Regions from separate parts of the Sus scrofa genome. Here all the other regions are linked to region 1. A link is a contact called in public Hi-C data. All regions are on one chromosome and are shown on one strand. The core of a region is the stretch at or near the end of the contact, and the rest is flanking DNA. Distances in the headings are between cores, read along the strand shown.

Region 1 (3,945 bases), core at 623-3,122:
CCACTTGGTCAGAAAATCTGCTTGAAAGGCGGAACAGAGGCTTAGGACGGGTGAAGCCCAACTTCTGTCAAAAGTGCCCAAGGTCCTCCTTGGGTCAGCCACTGCCACGCCGGAAACAAAATAACCATTAACGAGGGGACCTGCCACGCTGCCACGCTCTTGATCTGTTAGGAAAATCTCAACAGCCAAGCATTTCTATTTTTATTTCCTTTTAGACGCCACTTTAAGATTTGCTCTGAACCTCCCTGACTAGGTGTTTTCTACCCAAATCTCCAATCAGGCGCCCACTCCGGTTAACTGCCACCTCCCTGGTTCTTCGCACAGGCACAGGTTTCTCACCACCGCCTATGTTTCAAATTAAGGTCCAGCCATCACATGCCCAGCTCCCGCTCCTGCTTTGAGAGGAAAGAAGAATTATTCACCCCATCTGAGTCTGACTGTTCCAGACATTATTCAGGAGCGCAAAACCCTGGTCCCTGAACTCTTCCTCTTTCTGCACTCGGTTCAGAGACCTCCCACGGCCGAGAAAGATCATCCGGGGCTAAATATAGATCTACGCACACAAGCAGTGCCTGACCGGCGTCACATGGCGCTGCTGACGAAGGACTCCTTGGAGACGCGTTCGCCCAAACACACATAGACACACTCGTGTGCATATGCATCTGCACACACCATACCCACCGGATTCATCCGCGCAGACAGACGCGTCCACAGTCCTTAGACAGGGTCGCTGCCCAGAGACCCTCCTGCTGTTTACGACGCTTGTGCCACCCTCGGCGCTGTCAGAGGGCTCATTAGCTGCGGTGCTCTCGCCTGAACTGCGCGGACCGGGTTGGGGTGAAGTAGGAATGCGCACAACAGCCGTACGCAGACAGACAGACGCACGTACAGGCCTCCTGTCCCTCCCATTTCTCTCGCACAGCCCTGAAGTTCTTGCCACCGTTTCCCCAGAAGGAGGAGCCTCTCTCCTGCGGGCAGCCCGCGAGGCTCCCAGGTAGCTCCTGTTCACTTTATTAAAGCCCGACCAGGTGATCCGAGGCGACAAACCTGAGCTCAGGCAAGAGAAAGGCGACACGTTGTGCCCCAAGTTTGTCCGCTGAAGGAATATCACCTCGTCAGGGGCAAGTAAATGACTTCTGTTCCCCTGTCTCCGCCCAAAGAAGCAGACCTTAAGATCCTAAGGCTCCGACACCAAAAATAAACAGTTCCCTCCACCCACCCACCCGCACACGAAAACTGGCCAAGCAGCAGAAGGAAACAGCCTCGCAGTGCACAAGGAAGGGGAGACAGGATGAAAAAAGGATGAACGCAACTACAACTCAGACAAATCCTCGAAAATCGTGGCAAGATCTCGAAACAGAGGCTTGGCTTCGGGATCAGGGCGAGAAGCGAGGCACATCCCAAGCCTGTCCCCGCCCGCGACCCAACGGCTGGGTCCCGCACCTGTTGGCACCCAGGCCGCTGCCGGGGCGGCCCCAGACATCCTCGGCGGCCAGGCAAGGGGACTCTCCCGGTCTCCGGCTTTAGCAGGCGCTTTGAGCCGGCAGCGCCCACTGGCCCGGGCTCTCCCGCCGCCTCCCGGCGCACCGGCAGCCGGGGCGCAGGGAGAGAGCCGGGCGGCTCCGCGCGCAGCTCCGGGGACGCCTGGGAGAGCGCAGCGCGCGGCGGGGTCGCGCGTTCCCGCCGCCGGGCTCCCGTTTCTCCCGGGAGAATTGTTGACCAGAGAACAACCCACCTGCAGACGGCCCCGGGTCCTCGGCCTCCCGGCTGTGTGCCGCGCGCCCACAACGCAACCAAAGGACTGGGAGCGAAAGCGCGCGGGAAGAAGGAAAAGAAAAATCCGCCCAACCAGTCGGATGCCTTGTTTATACTGAAACTCCGGCCGCCGCCGCCGCGCACACCCCTCCGCCCGAGCGCCCGCCCCCGCCGCCGGCCCCGCCCGAGCGGCCGCACGGCCAATCACGGCGCAGCTCACCGCCCACTCCGCCACCGCCCCCGGCGCCGGGCACCAGCCCACGGGTCCCGGGGGCCCCGACTCTGGAGGCGCGGTTGCCCGGGTGCCCTCCTACGCTGCGGAGGCCCGCGGAGCCGGGCGCAGCGGTGTTTACCAGCGCGGGTTCGGCTCGCTGAGCCCGCGTGCGTCTCCTCCTGAGCGCATGTGCTGGAGGCTGTTTGTGCAGTCATGTGTGTACCCGTGTGTGTTCATTTACCTGTGTGCTACCTGTACATACCGGCCCGACTTGTTATACAGTATCTATTAACATAATTATGAGCTAGAGGTTACTGTCCGTGGAATTTTCAGAGGAGAGCTGAGAGAAACCACAAGAACACTGGCCCAGCAAATGTTTACAGAAAGCCTGCGTGCTAGGCATTGTGACAAACGCTGGGGGCACACTCCGGGCAAAAGGAGGCTGGATCCTGCCATTAGGAAGCGTGCAGTCTAGAGGAGGACAAGCGTTAAGCGAACGGTCACCTAAACAAAATGTCAAACTGCGGCTGTTAAAAGTTCCACCAAAAAAAAAAAAAAAAGGAAGAAGAAGAGGGAACCTGTGCTGTGAAATACGATTCTGGAGGCAAAGCGGGAGGTCCGGCCTCCCTAAAGGCTGCGCTGTCATGGTAACCATATACTCTAGAATTGGATACTTGATAACTGTTTTAGAAAAAAGATAGAAACTCCAGTACTTCACCTTGTACGAATACAAAAAAAAAAAAAAAAAAAAAAAAAAAAAAAAAAAAAAGGCTGGAGAAAAGAAACGATGGAAGCAAACAAGGGAAGGAAGAGATGCAGGGAAAGAATACAAACTAAACATCAGGAGACAGTTGCCCGCTACGTGACCTTGGATAAGTAAAGCCGCTTTTCTGCGTTTCAGTTTTCCCATGTGTAAAACAACACTATTCACACCTGTCCTATAGGAAGGCCTTCCATTAGGATGGCTGTGATAGAGGCCCCCTTTTTGTCCCGCTCCATCTTCCCTCCCTCCCGCCTCCTTTCTGGGATGGTAGCAGCCACCTCGAGGTTCACCGCGCCTATTCTGATTCCGCCCCTCCCTTTCTGCACAGGCACACCCCCTCTCACTTCTTTTTCTCTGATTATACTCCCTCCTTCTCTTCTGCAAACGGGTCTCCCCTGACTCAGTCATCCACTCCCATCTACCTGAGCTTCTCTGCCGTTTGTAAAAGGAGAGCCTGTCCTGGCCAGCTATTCAATACAAAGCACCGAGGCTTGGGTGGCCCTGCTCAGCTGGTGTGGTTGTGCTGGTTGGTTAGTCTTTCAAGCTCAGTTTTCCATCGTGGTTCTGCAACAAGGAAGCCACATGAGGTTGGGCAAGTCATTTATGACCTGTAGCAATAAATTAAAGGAGTCGGACTAAATCACGATTTCTTAATGGAAATATTTGACATGCCCTTTGTAACTTCTGGATACACCCATCAGCCCAGAAGATTTTGCCAGCATTACATTCTACAGTATTTTACCCCTACTAAAACAAAAGATGCTTATTTTAATTCCTCAAAAATATAAAGAGGATACTATGATACCACTGATTCAACACTTTACCAAACCACACCCCTGCTCCCCATTCTGGCTGATCCCCAAGACCCCCTCCAGTTCCCTGTATGAGATAATACTGCAGGAGAGAGTCCAGAGTTAGGTGGTCCCGGCCCTAATCCTGTCTCTGCATCGTCAAGTCAGCGCTCAAACCTTAGAAAAGCCAAGGGTGGATTCTGGGCCCCAGTTTACTCATCCGAAAAATAGCAATCGTGGTTTATGAACGCAATTCTTCACCAAAGATTAAAAGAAATAATACACAAACAGAGTTTGGAGCAATGCCCTTCAGAGCAGCCTTCCCTAACCTCCCAATTAAAAGGCAGTCACCTCCCCTCATCTCTTCCTTCCCCATGTTGCTGTTTCCTCCGTAGGACGTGCCGCCATCAACATGCTGGGTA
Region 2 (3,945 bases), core at 919-3,418, 110 kb after region 1:
GCCTCCCCTACTGGGCCTGCAACACGTCAGCCGCGCGGACAGCCTGGGCAGGAGGCTTCCTGTTCAGCCTGGAGTTCACCCTCTGCAGCCAGGGGTCTCGGCAGGACTTGCTGCCAAGACAAAGCTACCAGGAATTGCTAGGAAAATAGATTCACTTCCTTTTGAAAACCGCAAACACTCCAGTTCTGCCCACATAGACCTATAAGTTGGAAAGAAAAGGCCGATTGAAAGAACTTTGTTGTTTTTGACTCGTCCGGATAGTGACTGTGTTTCATGCCAGTCATTGGATTGCGTGTGGTCCCAAGATGCATCCTGTCGCAAAGGACCGGAAGGTGGCTGGTACCCTAGGTAAACTGCTCCCTCTCTCATCTTTTTTCCCTTTTTTTTTTTTTTGGTCTTTTTTGCTATTTCTTGGGCCACTCCTGCGGCATATGGAGGTTCCCAGGCTAGGGGTCCAATCGGAGCTGTAGCCACCGGCCTACACCAGAGCCACAGCAACGCGGGATCCGAGCCGCGTCTGCAACCTACACCACAGCTCACGGCACCGCCGGATCGTTAACCCACTGAGCAAGGCCAGGGACCGAACCCGAAACCTCATGGTTCCTAGTTGGATTCGTTAACCACTGCGCCATGACGGGAACTCCCCCCCCCCTTTTTTTTTAAGGGCCACACCCAGGGCATATGGAAGTTCCCAGGCTAGGGGTCGAATCAGAGCTGCAGCCGCCAGCCTACACCACAGCCACAGCAACACTGGTTATGAACCATGTCTTTGACATATGCCACAGCTCACAGGCAACGCCGGATCCTTAACCCACTGAGCAAGGCCAGGGATCAAACCCACACCCTCACGGATATTAGTGAGGTTCATAAATGCTGAGCCACAACAAGAACTCTGAGCCCATACTCTCAACTGTCCAGCTCTACCCTCCCTGAAGGGACTGATAGCAGTTCAGGCAAATACCTGTAATTTCACTTCTAGAGGGAAGGTCTTGGGTTCCATAAGATAGTTTAAACAACAGGTAGGTTTGAAAGAGGTAGTATGGTGGCTGGATTTCAGGCTGAGATGTTTAAGCGCATCAGAAAACGCCATCCCAAAACACGCCGCTTCGGTATAAGGATTATCTTGAGCCAAAGGCAACCGAGAAACAGCACATGTGGGAAAAGCCCTCTGCCCTCTCCCTTTCTGTTTAAAAGGAGAACAAAAATTTTCCTTTGTAAAGGAAGCACACATTTGGAAAGGTGTTTTTCTTTCCCGTACCAGGAAGAAGATGGCATTTAATCCCGGAGATGATCAGTAGAAAAGGCGCCAACCTGAGTGTGCATATGACAAACCTTCCTCAGTAACCCTCGAACTTCCACTACTTCCCCCCTATATTGACCAGCTTACGATTCACCGCCCAGAGAAGCCCCCGGTCCTTTTCCTTTCTCTTAACACTTTCCACAGTGAATCACTCTTGGTTAAAACGGTCTATAAACTCCAAATACAATTTCTTCTTTTTTAGGAAGATGTCCTTATTTGTAGTCCTACACCTTTTCTCCTGTTAGTCTTTTTTGGTTTGTTTGGTTTCAGTTCAATTTGCGGCCTAAGAGAGAAGAGGAATTTGTTTTTCCGTCCGCTACAATGTAAATGACTAAAAGCCACCTCTTCCCCTCCAACAAGTTCCGATAGGCAGGGGAGGTGAGTCAAAGAGCTGGGAGAGCAGGGTATTGAAGGGAGCTGGGGAGGATGCCATCCAGAGGCACGTGGAGCCAGAAGGGGAGGCAAGAGCATCTCAGATTAAGACCACTCAGCTCAACATTTTGCTCGGGGCAAATGCCACAAGGGCCAACCAAAGAGTTCCCAGTTTGGATTTTATGAGATCCACTTCACTATGTCGCACAAATAGCTCAAGACAGAAAGAACAGCTCGCAGACGCAAACCATACCGGTCAACAAGAAACAAGCTAGTCTTACTTTACCAACTGGCTTCTCAATCAGAGGGCTTGTAAAGGAGTTTGGAGTCATGCTGCCGTACATGGAAGCTTTCCATTGCTGTTCCTATAAGAGAGGAAAGGAGAGAGAGTGATTTCAGGGACTTGGCTGGGTTTCCTGGGGCAGGAAGCCATTTCCCTGCCTCTAACAGTAGTGCCTCCAGCACTTGAAGTTAATGCTTGTCGCTTGAAATGCCTGAGTCAGCATTTTTGCTTGGGCATCCTCAGTTTGCAGTCTGTGCAAACTCATTTAACCTTGTACAGGGGTGTATTTCAAAACCATTGATGACATTTTGAAGGAATGTTGACATAAGTGCAGAATATTTCCAGCCGAATCTGTTAAGGTATCTTTCTAGAACATAGATTAGACTGTGTGAATCTGTTTTGTTTGTTTTTTTAAAATAACTTTACTAATATCTCGCCTCATTGCATAAACATACCGACCACAGGTAAACTTCTGATTTTCAAATCTTTGATTCTACATGGGGTAATGTCTGAAGTTCTCCACCTCCTTTTCAGAACACCTCAAAACATGGCTTTTTTTCACTTTTTTGCCCTAGTTCCAACTCTGTTCCACGATTTAACCTAAACCTCAAGCGGCATTTGGCCAAATGTATTTTTCTTCCAGACTCCAACCTATGCCTTTTTACACTGTTCCTGGTTTCTAAAAGATCTTTCCTCAATATCTATGATTCCCTACCTGTCCTAAAAAGCCCCGTTCAGATTCCCCAAGAAATACTTTGCTGTATTCTTCTCCTTCTGGCTACAGAGTCAGGCCAAATCTCTCCCGACTGCATGCAGTATCATTAGAGTGCTTACAACTCGCTGCTGGGAAGGTAAGCTCCTGAAGACGCCACTCAAACCTTCACATCTCTGTACCCTTCACTGTCTAACCCGGGTCCTTGTGTGGCTCTGCTCTGAAAGTTTGTCTCCCCCTGAGATTCGTATGTTAAACTCCTCATCCCCAAGGTGATGGGATTAGGAGGCGGAGCCTTGAGGAAGTGATTTGGGAGGGGGTGGGATGGTATCCCTGAAAAAGAGGCTCCAGGGAGCTCTCTGGCCCCTTTCCCTGGGAGGATTCGAGGAGAGGTCCATGGCTGGGAAGAAGCCGACACCCTGACCTCAGACTCCCAGCCTCCGGAACTGCGAGAAATCAGTGCCTCCAGCTTAGAAGCCCCCTAGTCTGCGGCATTTTGTTACAGCAGCCTGAACAGACCAAGACATGGAAGGAGGTGCTTTCCATTGAGGACGCATCGCTTTTGTCAGCTGAATCTGTTCTCTATGGAGAAACACCTCGTCAGACCCAGCCCTCTCCAACCCCCAGCTCTCAGTCTCACTATGCACAATTTTCAATCTGTTTTCAGTCTCATTAGAGGAAACATCAAGAGACTTGTTACTGAAAAAAATCGTAACTGTAGGTACCAATAACCTCATAAAATAAAGATGACCTTTAAAAATGAATCAGCAAGCCCTGACTCGTCCCCATCTCCCGCGGTCCATTCGTTGGCCATGTTTCTGGAGCGGAAGGAGGACTTCTCGGGGTTCTCCGTGAAGGAATGGAGAATGAGCCGCTGGAATTTCTACCCCTGCCGTTCCTAATTATCCCAGTCTGGGCAAACGACTTGTACTTTCGGCCTGGGTGGCCCTGCCTGTAAATGTGGTTTGTGTTATTTACACACATCTCACAGGGTATTTTGAGGCTAACTGGAGCTATGTGGCCTGGAAAGGCAAAGCCTAATTCTTGGGGAGGAGGCCCCCTGCAGTTTCCCCCCAGGAGAAGCCACTGAAACCTGACTTCTTCCCATAGTCTGGAAACAAGGCTTCTGGTTGGATTCCGAGGGATGCACATTTCTGTCCATTAGGAGTTAAGCTGGAACTAGCAGCGCGTTTCACAGGTCATGTTCCAGCCACCAAAGTTCAGTTACTACCACCCCCCCCCACCCCCGGTCAGGTCCCAACCATGCTAGTGAACGCA
Region 3 (3,945 bases), core at 1,077-3,576, 75 kb after region 1:
GTGAATATAAAAAGAATACACCTGGTTTAAGTATAAGAATTGAGTCACTGCTACTTCAAAAGAAGTCAGAGATTTTTGGAGAACGCAAGAGATTCAGCAAAAGGTGGCCTTTTAAAAATTGTTATTTTGAATGAGAAAGAGCAAGTTTAAAATAAGCAAAATGAGCAAGAGAGAAAGAACTTTTTGACATCTGAGTGAGCAAAACAACCTCAGATGTCTTTGCTTAGTGTGTTTTCACAGTTCAAGGTCAAATGTCCATCCAAATGAATTCTATTTCTTAGTCGTATTTGTAAACTGTGTTTTGCTAAAAAATGAATTTAATATTTTGAGTATTGTGGCTAAAACATACAAAATTAAATAGTAAGGAAGGTTATTACAATCATCTGATAAAGGGACAATTATTTTCAAAATGCCAAAATAAATAAGTGGAAAAATATAAGTACACCAGGACAACTAAATACGCACATTAAAGCACATCCATTCAACATATTACGCAGTAATCGAACTCTTCATAGAGAGTGTGCAGTAAGGCAAAAATACTTGTGATATACTAGATAGGCTACAAATTGTATGCACAAAATGACTAGAATTATGTGACTCCTCTGTCATATTATTCCTATGTAAAAGAAAACCAGCAGTTATTTAAACGGTGCTTTCCGAAAGATTTTAACAGTGGATGCCTTTGAGAGTATTTTTGAGATACTTGTTTTTCCCTTTTTTTAATTTTTGAAATTGTGTAATTGAGTTTTGAGAGTAATAAACATGTCTTGTTTGGCGGTGGGGAGAAGTACAATCTGCCGTCCTCTTCCACAAATACTATTTTCACTGTCAGGTTTGTGTTCCTGAGAGTTCTAACAATTGGCTGAGACGCCCTCCATTTATATTCAGAGGACTTTGTTAGTCCTGAGCTCACCTGGCGGTCTCTGTTAACAGCAGGAGACTATAAAATAAAACAAAAGCAACCATGAGCAGCTAAAGGGTATCACAGAGGTCACACACTAAAACTGACAGAGCGACGAATCCCGCACACACAAGTTCAGGTGTTCTGCTCCCGTCCCGATTCGCAGCTATCTCCTGGTGTCTTATCGATAACTTCTGTACACACACACACACAGACACACAGACACACACACACACACACACACACACACAGCGATTTGACTTGCAAGCCCTCAGTGGATTAGAGACCGGTCTCAAGAGGGAAGCAGGTGGAACAGCTTCTGACAGCTGGCAACAAAGCGAGCAACAGAAAGCCATAAGAAGAAAATTCAAGAGAAAAACCTTTAAATGTCCAGTTGACCCAGAGATTGAGCAGAGAGGCAAACATGTTAACGTCCTCCTGAGGGACCCAGTCATCACTGCATAATTGTAGGAGAAAATAATTTTAACCATCATTAGCACTGAGCAATAGAGGGAAGCAAAGATATCATCAGAATACACTCTTCAATAAAGAGAATGAACTGCATTATTTAATATGACTTCCACATAAAACAATTACGGTAAAAAATATCCTTGTGCTTCAAGAGATAAACTGTCGACTACATTGAATGACTCATCCCCAGATGCTTCAGGATAATTTATTTTTATCGTAATCATTTAACCTTTTGCTCACTTTTCTCATCACTTGAGAACACTTTCTTCTGGGTCAGTGTTAGCCGAGTATTAAGATAATTACGTTGACAGTTCTTCTGTAGACAAAATACCGTACAGACAAAAGGTAACTGCAGGTAAAGACAAGAATATGACTAAATTGTCCCATCCTTGCTTTCAATGGATGTGCATCCCAGTCCACTGTGGTCTTAAGACCAGCAACTCAGTGGATTATTCTTGTGTGGCTAGATCTTTGGTGCCTTGACCCAACTAGCTGCTTGCAAAGAGCAGATGGTAGTTAGACTCACTCTGGTTGCAAGACCTCAGCCTTTAAAAGATGAAGTCGGTGGATCTAGGATGTGGGAGATGATAACAACACTGACACAGTGCTGACCCAGAAGCCCCCAGTTCTCTATCGTCGCAGAAGAGAGGATATTCCTTAAAAGGAAGAACAAGCACACCCTTAAGTAAGCATCTAGTCGGGTGTAAAGGGCTTGGGCGACACTTGTCTGTTTGATCACATGCTCCTCTTCCTACTTTCATTCTCCAGTTCACGTGCTCAAGAGTTTCTACTGCGAAAGTTTCGCTTTTGCTCATATTAATCCCCTCTTTCCCCATTTCTCTCAAAATTTCCATTTCCCTAATAATCTAGTCTAAAGGTTGCTTGGCTTCGTCCCCGCCCTGCACAGCCCTTGGCTGCAGCCCAAGGCTGGTGGGTGGAAGGCTGTTAGTCAGAACAGTCTGGTCAGCGTGACTGGGCTGATCCTCAGAGGCAGAGGCAGAGACAGGCTCCAGCTGCAGGACCAGCGGAGAGGGTTCCCTCCCTCCTCCTCCCAGGATAAGGGGTCACGGACGTCTCTTTCCAGTCTCTGCCTTTGGCCCTCCCGTCACAGCCCACTTCGGCTTCCCTAGGCTTTCGGCCTTCCAGATGGAACACAGAAAGCCCAGGGGACCCACCATTAGCACCTGGAAGCTCTCTCCACAGAATTTACATCTTTAAAAAGAGTCTCAGCTAAATCAAAATCCTCTAGATCCTCTTCCATCCAGTGTCACGTCCCACTCAATTGCTCACTTTCCACTGAATTTCTGTCTCGTGATTTTCACTCTCATTTCTCTTGGAGCCAAAGTCAGCGACACTTAGCTAGTGTGGAGGACGCTGATGCGCTTCCATCAACTGCTTTTTGTTTTCAACTCAGCTCCCCTTGTTTGGATTTCTGTTTTCCATTCCCGTGTCCTCTTATCTCTAAGCGCTTGCTCTCTGACCTTGTTCTAATTCCTAATTCCGCCTCCTCCTCTCCTGGTTTCTCTCCATGCTCTTCTTGACTCTTTCCCGGTCACTTTCTCTGCCTGGTTCCCTCCCACTGTCATCCATTCCCCTTCTTCATCTTAATTCTTTCTCTTATTATTTTTGGCTCACTTCCTTTATCTTTTCTGTCCTCCATGTCCTATTTGTCTTTCTTCCCCTCTTCCAATAAACTGAACCCAGTGAGAAAAAAGGACATTTCCTGCCCGTGAAATTTTGCCATTCCACTTTAACAAAAATAAGCACTGCTAGTAGAATTGCTTCACATTAATGAAAAATAAATATTTGCAGAAAGATAAGAAGCAGGACACAAAGTACTTATTTGCTGTGGTGGAAGTTAAAATTTGAAATTGTGAACTCAAAAGGAGACATTTCTTTTAACGGAAGAACCAGAGTGGGCCAACTCCATGTTAATATGCCCAGGGCTCTTACCAATTCTGTGCCATTCAGTAATTTCGTCTAATGTTGGATAATTTATTACTTCTTTGTATAAGTTTTGTTTTTTAAAATCATTAAACAGCTTCCTCAGCTGAATGCATCCATTTTTAGAAAAAAAATTTAAACACAAAAGGATATACCATGAAAGTTATTTTCCCATCTACTTGAAGGCCAGGTCATTGTTCAGGACGCAACCACAGTTTAGGATACACAAGAACTCTCCGGAGTTCCCGTCGTGGCTCAGTGGTTAACGAATCCGACTAGGAACCATGAGGTTGCGGGTTCGGTCCCTACCCTTGCTCAGTGGGTTAAGGATCCGGCGTTGCCGTGAGCTGTGGTGTAGGTTGCAGACGCGGCTCGGATCCCGCGTTGCTGCGGCTCTGGCGTAGGCCGGTGGCTACAGCTCCGATTGGACCCCTAGCCTGGGAACCTCCATATGCCGCGGGAGCGGCCCAAAGAAATAGCAAAAAGACAAAAAAACAAAAAAAAAAACAAAAAAAAAGAAATCTCCATTCGTAAATAATAATGTGTCTATGTGTGTATATACAACTATATTCTTATACATCTTTACTCCCCCATTTTTATACAAATGGAAGAATTCTGTTCATATGCTA

The links. A called contact is a pair of places that touch in the nucleus more often than the background predicts.
Region 2: a contact with region 1 is called in a Hi-C map of liver, with 5 times the contacts expected there. The contact joins the enhancer-like site here to the promoter of RASGEF1B in region 1. A contact is called at or near these places in 6 of 47 Hi-C or Micro-C datasets (embryonic fibroblasts, liver and retroperitoneal adipose tissue) and 1 of 2 datasets of contacts at active chromatin or transcription factors (alveolar macrophages).
Region 3: a Hi-C map of liver shows a contact between it and region 1, with 12 times the contacts expected there. The contact joins the enhancer-like site here to the promoter of RASGEF1B in region 1. A contact is called at or near these places in 1 of 5 promoter capture datasets (liver), 13 of 47 Hi-C or Micro-C datasets (alveolar macrophages, epiblast stem cells, fetal liver and 7 more) and 2 of 2 datasets of contacts at active chromatin or transcription factors (alveolar macrophages and skeletal muscle).

The regions. Positions count from the first base shown.
Region 1 is chr8:136,554,142-136,558,086 of Sscrofa11.1, reverse strand. It overlaps RASGEF1B (RasGEF domain family member 1B), which reads right to left and starts at 1,872. Exons shown (of 14, transcript NM_001195367.1): 1 at 1,736-1,872.
Region 2 is chr8:136,440,069-136,444,013 of Sscrofa11.1, reverse strand. It overlaps a transcript of RASGEF1B not described here. Among named protein-coding and RNA genes, the nearest start is that of RASGEF1B, 110 kb to the left of the region's middle. Within about 2 kb of position 2,168, at least 3 of the 83 cell types and tissues checked have an H3K27ac peak or open chromatin away from gene starts, as enhancers often do. A contact at or near this core is called in liver and retroperitoneal adipose tissue, where this site is marked.
Region 3 is chr8:136,479,657-136,483,601 of Sscrofa11.1, reverse strand. It overlaps a transcript of RASGEF1B not described here. Among named protein-coding and RNA genes, the nearest start is that of RASGEF1B, 75 kb to the left of the region's middle. Within about 2 kb of position 2,326, at least 49 of the 83 cell types and tissues checked have an H3K27ac peak or open chromatin away from gene starts, as enhancers often do. A contact at or near this core is called in alveolar macrophages, fetal liver, liver and 4 more, where this site is marked.